2 separate regions of the Mus musculus genome follow, and region 2 is linked to region 1. A link is a contact called in public HiChIP or PLAC-seq data. All regions are on one chromosome and are shown on one strand. Each heading gives the region's core, a stretch centred on a gene start, on an enhancer-like site or on the middle of the called end of the contact. The rest is flanking DNA. Distances are from core to core; before and after follow the strand shown.

What was found. HiChIP or PLAC-seq counts read pairs in DNA pulled down with a chosen protein or histone mark.
Region 2: a contact with region 1 is called in an H3K4me3 HiChIP or PLAC-seq map of bone marrow-derived macrophages, with 6 times the contacts expected there. The contact joins the enhancer-like site here to the promoter of Ginm1 in region 1. A contact is called at or near these places in 3 of 39 promoter capture datasets (cranial neural crest, frontonasal cranial neural crest and maxillary cranial neural crest), 1 of 484 Hi-C or Micro-C datasets (regulatory T cells) and 4 of 115 datasets of contacts at active chromatin or transcription factors (bone marrow-derived macrophages, embryonic forebrain, embryonic hindbrain and 1 more).

Annotation. Positions count from the first base shown.
Region 1 is chr10:7,778,763-7,783,267 of GRCm38.p6, forward strand. Ginm1 (glycoprotein integral membrane 1) reads right to left here and starts at 2,155. Exons shown (of 8, transcript NM_001346750.1): 1 at 1,999-2,155; 2 at 541-600. The coding sequence starts at 2,112.
Region 2 is chr10:8,211,431-8,215,935 of GRCm38.p6, forward strand. All of the region lies in intron 7 of Ust (uronyl-2-sulfotransferase), which reads right to left. It overlaps 4930573G07Rik (a long non-coding RNA gene), which reads left to right. Exons shown (of 3, transcript XR_003948827.1): 1 at 1-2,285. Among named protein-coding and RNA genes, the nearest start is that of 4930573G07Rik, 4.3 kb to the left of the region's middle. Within about 2 kb of position 2,736, at least 139 of the 459 cell types and tissues checked have an H3K27ac peak or open chromatin away from gene starts, as enhancers often do. A contact at or near this core is called in bone marrow-derived macrophages, pro-B cells and regulatory T cells, where this site is marked.

The DNA.
Region 1 (4,505 bases), core at 905-3,404:
TTTTCCCATAAAACTACACACTAGACACTGTATATCTATCGTAAGCTTGCTTGACATAAGACATAGCTTATGCAAGCCCCCTGATCCCTACTTTTCTATCTTCTTTATCTTCTCATCCCCTCAGCAGCCTGTCACTGGAGAATGACCTGCTGGTCTAGGTCAGCTATAGATGGTTATAAACTGCCATTTGGGGACGTTGGGAATCCAACCTGGATCTTCTACAAGAGCAGTCACTGCTCTTAACCACTGAGCCATCCTTCCCGTCCTTGGTTTTGGGTTTCTTAAGACAGTCTCGCTACTTAAGAAGCACAGGCTGACTTTAATTTGAGGTAAGCCCTTTCTGCCTCAGCCTCCAAAGTGCTGGGATTACAGGAATGAAGTGCTACGCCTAGCCTCATATAGCCTGGCATAGATTTCATGTATTTATATGTAGTAGCCTGCCTTGGGCATTGCAATGTAATAACAGAAAATGGACTAATACAATCAGTAAAACTTTCTGGCTAAATATTATAGTAAAAATATAATCAAAAGAAGACAAACCTGTTCTTCAGACTCTTCCCCACTCTTGCTCAGGGTAGTTACATTGATTTGGATGCCATTCTACAAAACAAAGGTATAGGTTGGACAGATACTCACTTTACATATTGAAAATAAACTGACTGTGCGGGCAAGTTCAAATATTTCTTGGATTCAGAAGAGATGATGAAGAATCTCCAAAATTCTAAAAGAGAGGAAATAAGTCCATATCTCTATAACTTTACAATCACCCAGTATTTATTTGGTTTCCGGGTGCTTGTCCGCACAGTTGCTATTTTACCCAGAAGAAATTGCGGCTCAACTACAATTTCATATACAAGTGTGCTTGAGAGTTGCAAGGTTGTTGCTACTGCTTTGTGATTTCTGTATTCAAAAGAAGAGTTCTAGCATAATTCTAAAACATTATAAGCAGAATAAAGAGCTGGAGATGGCTCAAGAGTTATAAAAGCACTTGTTGCAAAACAGGACCATGGGAAACACTGAATCCACAAGGTTATCCTGTGACCTCCATTGGTGTAAGTTCCCGATCCAACACCACATATACACAACAAGTAAAGTTTTAAACATAAAAAGTGACATTTATCATGACAGTCACTTCTGTCTTTAGTGTGTTCCTACCACATAAGTTTCTTGTCATTTGGGGAAAACTCGAATTTTATAATCTCTAAACTTTCTCCTACTATACTGAAGAAGGCCAATGTGGCAACAAGAGTAAATCATGGGCTGGCATTTTGCAATGGCAGGGTTCTCACAGTAAGCCAGGAATCTGAAAGACTTGTGACCTTAGAGCGGTTGAATCTCGTTCCCCTGGGATGTTGAAGAAACTCATCTCCGACCCATCACGCAGGAAAGGACTGCTCCTCCCACCCACCCCACCCCCACGACCACACACACACACACACACACACACACACACACACACACACAAACACACATCCAATAAAAAGCCCATCCGGGAAGCGATAGACCTTCAGCCTCCCTCAGTCGCTAGCCCGAGTGGCCCCGAGACCAAGAAAGGCACTCCCTCCTGGTCGCGGCCGAGCAGACACAGGTGGCCTGGAAAATTGCTAATTGGGCAACACAAACATCTTCAGGGCCCAGGACCGGGCGCTAACCCAGGAAGGAGCCATTACAAACGACCGAAGTCACTAGCGATCACGCATTTTCGACAGCAAAACCTGGCAGGATCCGAACCGATTCGAGAGGCGCTAGGAAACTCAAGTTCGATGGCCGCAGTCTTGACCACACTTTCAAGGACGCCTGCACGCCTTCCTTGCGTTCCCTTTCGGGGGACCCACCCCACCCGGCATCCGGGAAAGCCCCCCCTTTCTCTCCCGGCGGCCAGACCCGGTCCAGCCCCGCACTCTCGGCTGTCCACCTGCGGGAGGGGGCAGCGTCACCCCGCCCGGGCTCCCGGAGGTCCAGGCAGAGGAGCGGCTTGTTGCGGACGCCCAGCCCTACCTGCGGGGCTGTGGACGGCGGCCTGGGCGCGTTGGTGGTCAGCCATCCCGCGGCTGGCAGCGCTATGAACAGCAACAACCGGACGGACAGCGGCGCCGACAGGCCGCCCTCCATCTTGGACAACACCGGCCCGGCGCGGCGGGAGGTGAGGGCGTGGCGGTCCGGGGCGGGGCGGGGCCTAGGGGAGGGGAGGGGCTGGGGGGCGGGACCGACCCCTCCCAAATGGGGCGGGTCGACCGAGCTGCTGGGGCTGCGCAGGCCTTTGACGTCTATGGGCGGAGCCAACTTTGTGAGCGTCCTCCGGGAGTTTGAGATGAGAAAGGGGTTTTCTCCAAACAAGTGCAATTCTTTACGAAGCCTTTACTTTTGGAGTGTGATTTTGTTTTCTCTTTCGAAACAGGATCTCGAAACAGTAGCCTAGGCTAGCTTTGAACTACTTACTGATCCTGCTGGAATTACAGAAGTGTGCCACCCTCTCACCTCAACCTTGATGGTACTTTTTCATTAGTATCAATATGTCGATATACTTACAAAAAAATGAAACAACTAGTGTCTTATAAAATGTCAGGAATGATAAATAAAAATTTAGCACTTGGAGAGGTACCCGCTTTTTCACTGGCTCTCACTATGCAGCTCCAGAACCCTCTATCTACACCAAGCTGACATTCAACTTGTGACAATTCTCCTGCCTCTGCCTCCTGAGTGTTGAGATTACAGGCAAACACCACCATTCCTACTGACTCATAAATTGCCACCTCTGGCTACAGGTGAGACTTTTGTTTGTTTGTTTTGTTTTTGTTTTTCGAGACAGGGTTTCTCTGTATAGCCCTGGCTGTCCTGGAACTCACTTTGTAGAGCAGGCTGGCCTCGAACTCAGAAATCCACCTGCCTCTGCCTCCCACGTGCTGGGATTAAAGGCGTGCGCCACCACTGCCCGGCCAGGTGAGACTTTAAAAAGTTTATGAAGTACTGGGCCTCCGTACAGCCCCAAGTATCTGATTCGATTAGATTGCACTAGAGCTGGGAAAGTGATAATTTGTCATGGGTCAGGGCTGAGGACCTGGCCCTTACCTTAAATGTCCCACTGTACTTTTGGCGTCGAGAGAAAATGCCACCAAATGAAGCCCGGTTCACATGTCTCCACATTCTGCTCCATTACTTTCCTAACCTATGAAATGAAGGTGTAGACCTTTCTTTAACCTGTTAATTTTTAAAATTTTATGTAAATGAGTTGTAAACCACCATGTGGGTGCTGAGAATCAAACCCCAGTCCTTTGTAAGAGCAATAAGGGGCCTTAACCGCTGAGCCGCCTTTCCAAACCCTTTTTCTAACCCTTTAGCTTGTATTTATTGTGGAGCAAGGTGTCATGTGGACGTGAGAGGACAACATCCGGGGGCCAGTTCTCCGCTTCTGCCATGTGGCTTACGGGGATCCAACTCAGGTCGTGAGGCCAGCTGGAAAACAATTCTGTCCTAATCGCACTGAACTTCAGGGAGGGGCTGGAGCATATTGGCTGGGGAAGAGTAGGAGACCGGACCCCAGCCAGGAGGTTACTGAGAAGCCCTCAGCCGTGGTGATTTCCCACCATTGCCCTGGGGTCCCCACACTTCTGTTACTAACCCCTCACATGAGTAAGCCCAATAAACCCAAGGACTTCCTGGGCGAATGCTGGTGGGATTATATTTTGGTTTGTCATAGACCTTAGAAGTAGGGGTAGATGCTCACAGCTCCCCCGGGGAAGGAGTTTTCTTAATACAGGATTGCATACCGATTGACACGTAGTTGTATGTATGGCCTGTTAGGTAGAATAAGAAATTTATTTAGGGGGCTGGTCAGATGGCTCAGTGGTTAAGAGCACCAACTGCTCTTCCAAAGGTCCTGAGTTCAAATCCCAACAACCACATGGTGGCTCACAACCATCTGTACAGTTACAGTGTGCTCATATACATAAAATAAATCTTTTTTTTTAAAGAAATGTATTTAGTTTTTCTTTGAAATAAAACCTTTGCCATAGAAAGGATTTTTTTTTTCAGCTTTTGAAGCCATTTTCTCCTACTACCTCTGCCATATGCCTTACTTCTAGGGTACAGTAAACTGCTAGGTAGCTCTCAGATATTAGTAGGTCATTAAGGATGGATCCCCCCTCCTTCATAATCAGCAGATGGTAAATCCAGGAAATGAAATTGCTGAACTGTGACTACTAAATGCATGAGCTCTGCTGGAGACACTGTAGCAGTCTAGAATATTACTGTTTAGCTGGGGGTTTTCTGGTAAAGCACAGCCACATCACTGTCCCCATCCTTAGCAATGAATCCACCTCTCCCTTGGTACAGTGCTTCAGAGCCCTGGGTTCATTCCCAGCATTGACTGTGGGCCCATCAAGATGGTTCGGCTGATAAAGGCTCTTGCTGCCAAGCCTGAAAACCTGACTTTAGCCCTTGGAAGCCCACATGATGGAAGGAGAGAACCAACTCTTTGCAAGTTATCCTCTGATGTCCACATACCC
Region 2 (4,505 bases), core at 1,486-3,985, 430 kb after region 1:
TTCATCTTGTATAGCTCGGTGACCTCGGAATTCGCACCAAGGACCCTCGAGATTGCTCAAGGTGTTAAGCCCAGTATGTGAAGTCCTGAGACTGGAAAGAAGGCTTTCTGATTCCAGTCTAGTGCTTTCTGGCTATATCACAGGCTATTAATTTCCAAATTGAGTGGAAATCTATAACCACCCACTTCTCCTGGCCCAGTGTATACTCTGGCATTAAGGGGATTGGTCCAAAAGAAGGGCTTGAGTGTTCTAACTTGGGTGGGGGGAGGCAGTGCTGCAGGGAGCCCAGAAGGATCTGCTGAAAAACTTTGCAGCCAGCAAAAGTGTTTTCAGAATGAAAGGGACTGTCTGTCTCCGTGTTAGCTCCCCCAGCGCCCATCTCCATGCCGGGAATAGCGCAACCTTCCATAAGAGTTTGTTGATTTGAGACCTGCATTTGAAATCCATCGGTAAGACTGGATTAAGCCAAAGGGCAACTTTGGGTGTTGATTTTACATAAGCTGCTGCTTGAGAAATTCCCTCCATGTCTAGAAATCTGATTTCTTGAAGTAGAGTAATAGGGAAGGCATGGCTGGGCTGGACAGGGAGTGGAAATCTGCTTTTTTTTTTTTTTTTTTTTTTTTTTTTTTTTTTTTGTCTTTCTGTTGAAACCATGTAATGGTGACAGGTCACTTTCACGAACTTGGTCAAGCTTTAGAATTACTACTGTAAGGTTGCCACACACTTAAGTATCTGTGCAGACAGATATGCGCCTCTGCCTCCTTACAGTTAACAACTATGTGCTAGGCATATTGTAACTAAATGAACTAAAGGACTCTGAGTACCTCTGGTCACAGTGACATCTATGTGACTTGATTCTGTTGTGTCAGTGGTGCGCAATGATTTGATTGGCTATAATCTTCAATACTCTATCATGTCTCCTCCCCTCCCCGCCGTCTGTTTTGTTTCTTTGTTTGTTTGTTTTTTGTTTTTTTTTGTTTTTGTTTTTTGTTTTTTTGTTTTTTTGTTTTATTTAGAGATGGCATAAGAAAGCATTTCCAGAACAAGGGTGAGGGCCAGAGTTCAGATTTCCTGACACTCACATAAGAAGCTGGGGCAGAACAGGTTCCTCTCATCCCACTGCTCAGGAGGCTGAGACACAGGGCACATGGTTAGCCTGATTAGTTGAAGTGTTATGCTCTGGGTTCAGCGAGAGACCTTGACTCAATAAATAACGTACAGAGGGTCTAAGAAAGACATCTGATGTTAGCTTCTGACTCTTTCCACATGTGTGCACACTGTACACACACCCACGCTTATGCATATTATACACATAGACACATGCAAAAATAGAAGGAGTAAAACAGTCATTCAGATCACACCCATTTGCTCCACGCACCAAGGCATCTGCTGTGGGTATCCATGGTGTCTTTTTGGTCAGCCTTGATGGTCAAATTCCTTGTGGAAGATGTCACATCAGGAATACTGGGGACATCTTCAGAAAGCCGATCCTTCACAGGAAGTACTGCCTAACACAGACAAGCCCTACAGGACTTTGGAAACCTCATCCCAGCTCAGCACCATGCTGCTATTGCATTGAATGTAGGGCCATTGCAAAATGTGCAGGTGGCTGTGTGTCAACACATGGTCCGTTCAGTGAACCACTCTACCCATCTTGGGGATTCGTGTTCAAACATGATAATAAACATCGTCCACCACGATCCTAGCTTGTGTAGGAGACAGACTGTGTGGTAACAGGCGTGACCTGCTTCACTCCAGCTGAGACCGAAGAGAGGAGGCCTTTTCTGACCCAAATCTGGACATTTCGCTAACGCCTCAACTCTCTCCACCTCTGTTGCACGGACATGATGTTTAGACTGGTTCATAATCTTCGGACTCTAAAAAGCTCCTTTAATGTAAATAAAAAAAAGAAATCACAAACCTGCCACTTGGAGCCTCCCCTACCACCCGTCTTAGCCTGTCAAAGGCGTATAATGGAAATACGTTGTTGCCTTGACTCTGGGCCAGAATAAACAATCTGGAAACAGTATGTAAACCCAGCTGCAGCCCAGGACAGAGGCCTTGCTTTATGACCTTGGAGGGGCCAACCTAGTGCAAAAGAATCAGACCTCATTGCTGGCTGGAGCTGTTTTTGATACTGGACAGACTCTGCGTTTCCCTGTCTCCATTTGAGAGAATGAATACTTCACAGGGAAAAGAGGGCCTCCCACTCGCCAATCTAGACTTGTTTTAACCTGCTCCAACAGAGGTCACGTGCAAGAAATGGATATGTGCTTCATAGGAACGTAAGTGAGGTCAAATTTTACCTGGGGTGGAGGCAGGCATCATCAGGAGATAGGTATCATTTTTCAGCTTCCGGTTAGCTGAACAGTGATTGACAAGAGGCCCTGCCACTTTAGCAAGTGTTCTGTTTTTTCAAAAAAAAAAAAAAATCTGCACTTTATTATTCCCAGGTTAGAAGATTAGACCCAGAAATTTCTAGCACACAAAAGAGAGGAAGACTTTCTCAGTTGACGGGTGAGGAGGAATTGGAGCGGAGCTCTAGGCAGCAAGGGTGAGGCAGAGTGAGCAACAGGGCAAGTGCCATAGGGCTGCCACCCTAGCAACTCCTGCAGAGCCCTGCGCAGGACACTATGAATACGATGTGAACACGATGTGTGTCACAGATAGAGTAAACTCATTTCCTGAATTATGCAGGGCGGCCACACAGTTCAGACACATGAAATACAACTGCAGGGTAGGCTGGCCGCCCTGCAGCTGCGAGCAACGGAAATGAACGTGTGTCACTCTGACTTCACAGCGGTAGGCGGGGCTGGCAGGAGGCGCTTTTGATGTGCCACTCGTGTGATTGATGGCATGCTAAGGTCAGCTTCTTGGAGGTATGGCAATTAAGGGAGGCGGGGTGTCCACACTTCATGGCTGTCTCTGAGTTTAAGGTTGGTAAAGTAAACAGAGGGTTTTTTCTTTCTTTTTCTTTTCGGTCTTCATTTTAGATCTAGAAGTATAAATAACTAAAAATTAAGTTGAGATCACTTTGAATTTCAAGAGAACTTTGCTCTGTGCAGCCAAATGCAAATTACATGGTTTTCTCCATTCCCCCAGAGTGCTAGGCTCCTTTGAAGAATGAAAATGAAGGCCTTTTAACACTCCCTCTCTCTTTTGATAGTTGGAATTGGAAGGAGAATGCATTTGGCTTATGTGGCGTGGGTCAACAAAAGTCCACAGAGACCAGGATGGAATGGGTCGCCAAACACCCATGGAGATTGGAGCACTGCCCATTTTGGGGTAGAGGCTAACGGGTCAGTAGCCTGCCATGGGACAGGTAGAAATGTCACATGGGTGGCTCTCAACTCTAGACTCTAAAGACATGGGTGGCCTGCTGAAGTAACTCCTATTTGGACATCTCAGCTACACATCAGTTAACTTGGAACCTGCCAAGCCAGCAAAGATGGCAGTGGCCATGGTAGGGGCTGTAGCAGGGACAACAGCTGTGGAGGAGCAGTGGCGTTGGTAATTTAGTGGCCTGGACTCAGAGCACACATTTATTGATGCTCAATGGTGTACCTGGTAAGCCCAATGCAAAGAAGAAGAGGCCCTTTAAGAGCTGAACACACAGACTTACCCCTGAGAAAGAGCAAATAATAATCAGAAAAACACAGACAAAAACCCTCCCATAACCACTTGGGAATCCTTGTTCCCTGGGGACCTAGTGAGCCTCCTTCTAATGGAAAATCAGAAGGGGAAAGAAGGGGCATCACAAGGTTTGATCTTTGTAGTAAGCAAATGCATGTTTTGGTTAGGTCAGATGAATGAATACTCTGGGTAAACCAATAACGGAGGGTAGTGACACCTGCAGAGGCCGTATGGGGGCCTGAGTATCTGCAGTGCTGATGACCAGTGGAGCCGAGGCACCTACAGAAGTGAGCCAACTACACATGGAGATCCTAAAGCTTAGAAACAAGCACCAGGGCTGGAAGAGGCACCTTGGTTCCTCCTGGTGCCATTCCCATGCTGGAGGGCACAACCCAGTGCCTGTCTAGGTCAAGGCTCTAGGAGTTGGCTTTCCCTGGCACTTAAAATTGGTAGGCAGAGGACAAATTGCTATCAGGTGTTTTCTCCCCAAGTCTGGACTCCAAATCAGCCCAAAAGCTGGTAACTTCTTTGAAAGACTCTACTAAACCCCCCCCCCCCACACACACGTGTACACACACACACACACACACACACACACACACACACACACACAGGCGCTCCCCTGTTGAGACCTAACTCTGATGTTAGGTTAATGGCTATCACCCACCCACAGATGATGGCACAGCCACAGGGAAGTTATCCTGGTGATCTGTTTTCCTCAAAGGTTTCCCCCCAAATCAAGTTGCTTCTGCGGTTCTACACAGAATTATAAGGCCCCAGGGCACAATGTCAGCTTTATGGCTTGGACCTTTCTAAAAGGTATAGTTTTCAACTTAAAAATTCATGTACACAGACACTTATGCATCCATATA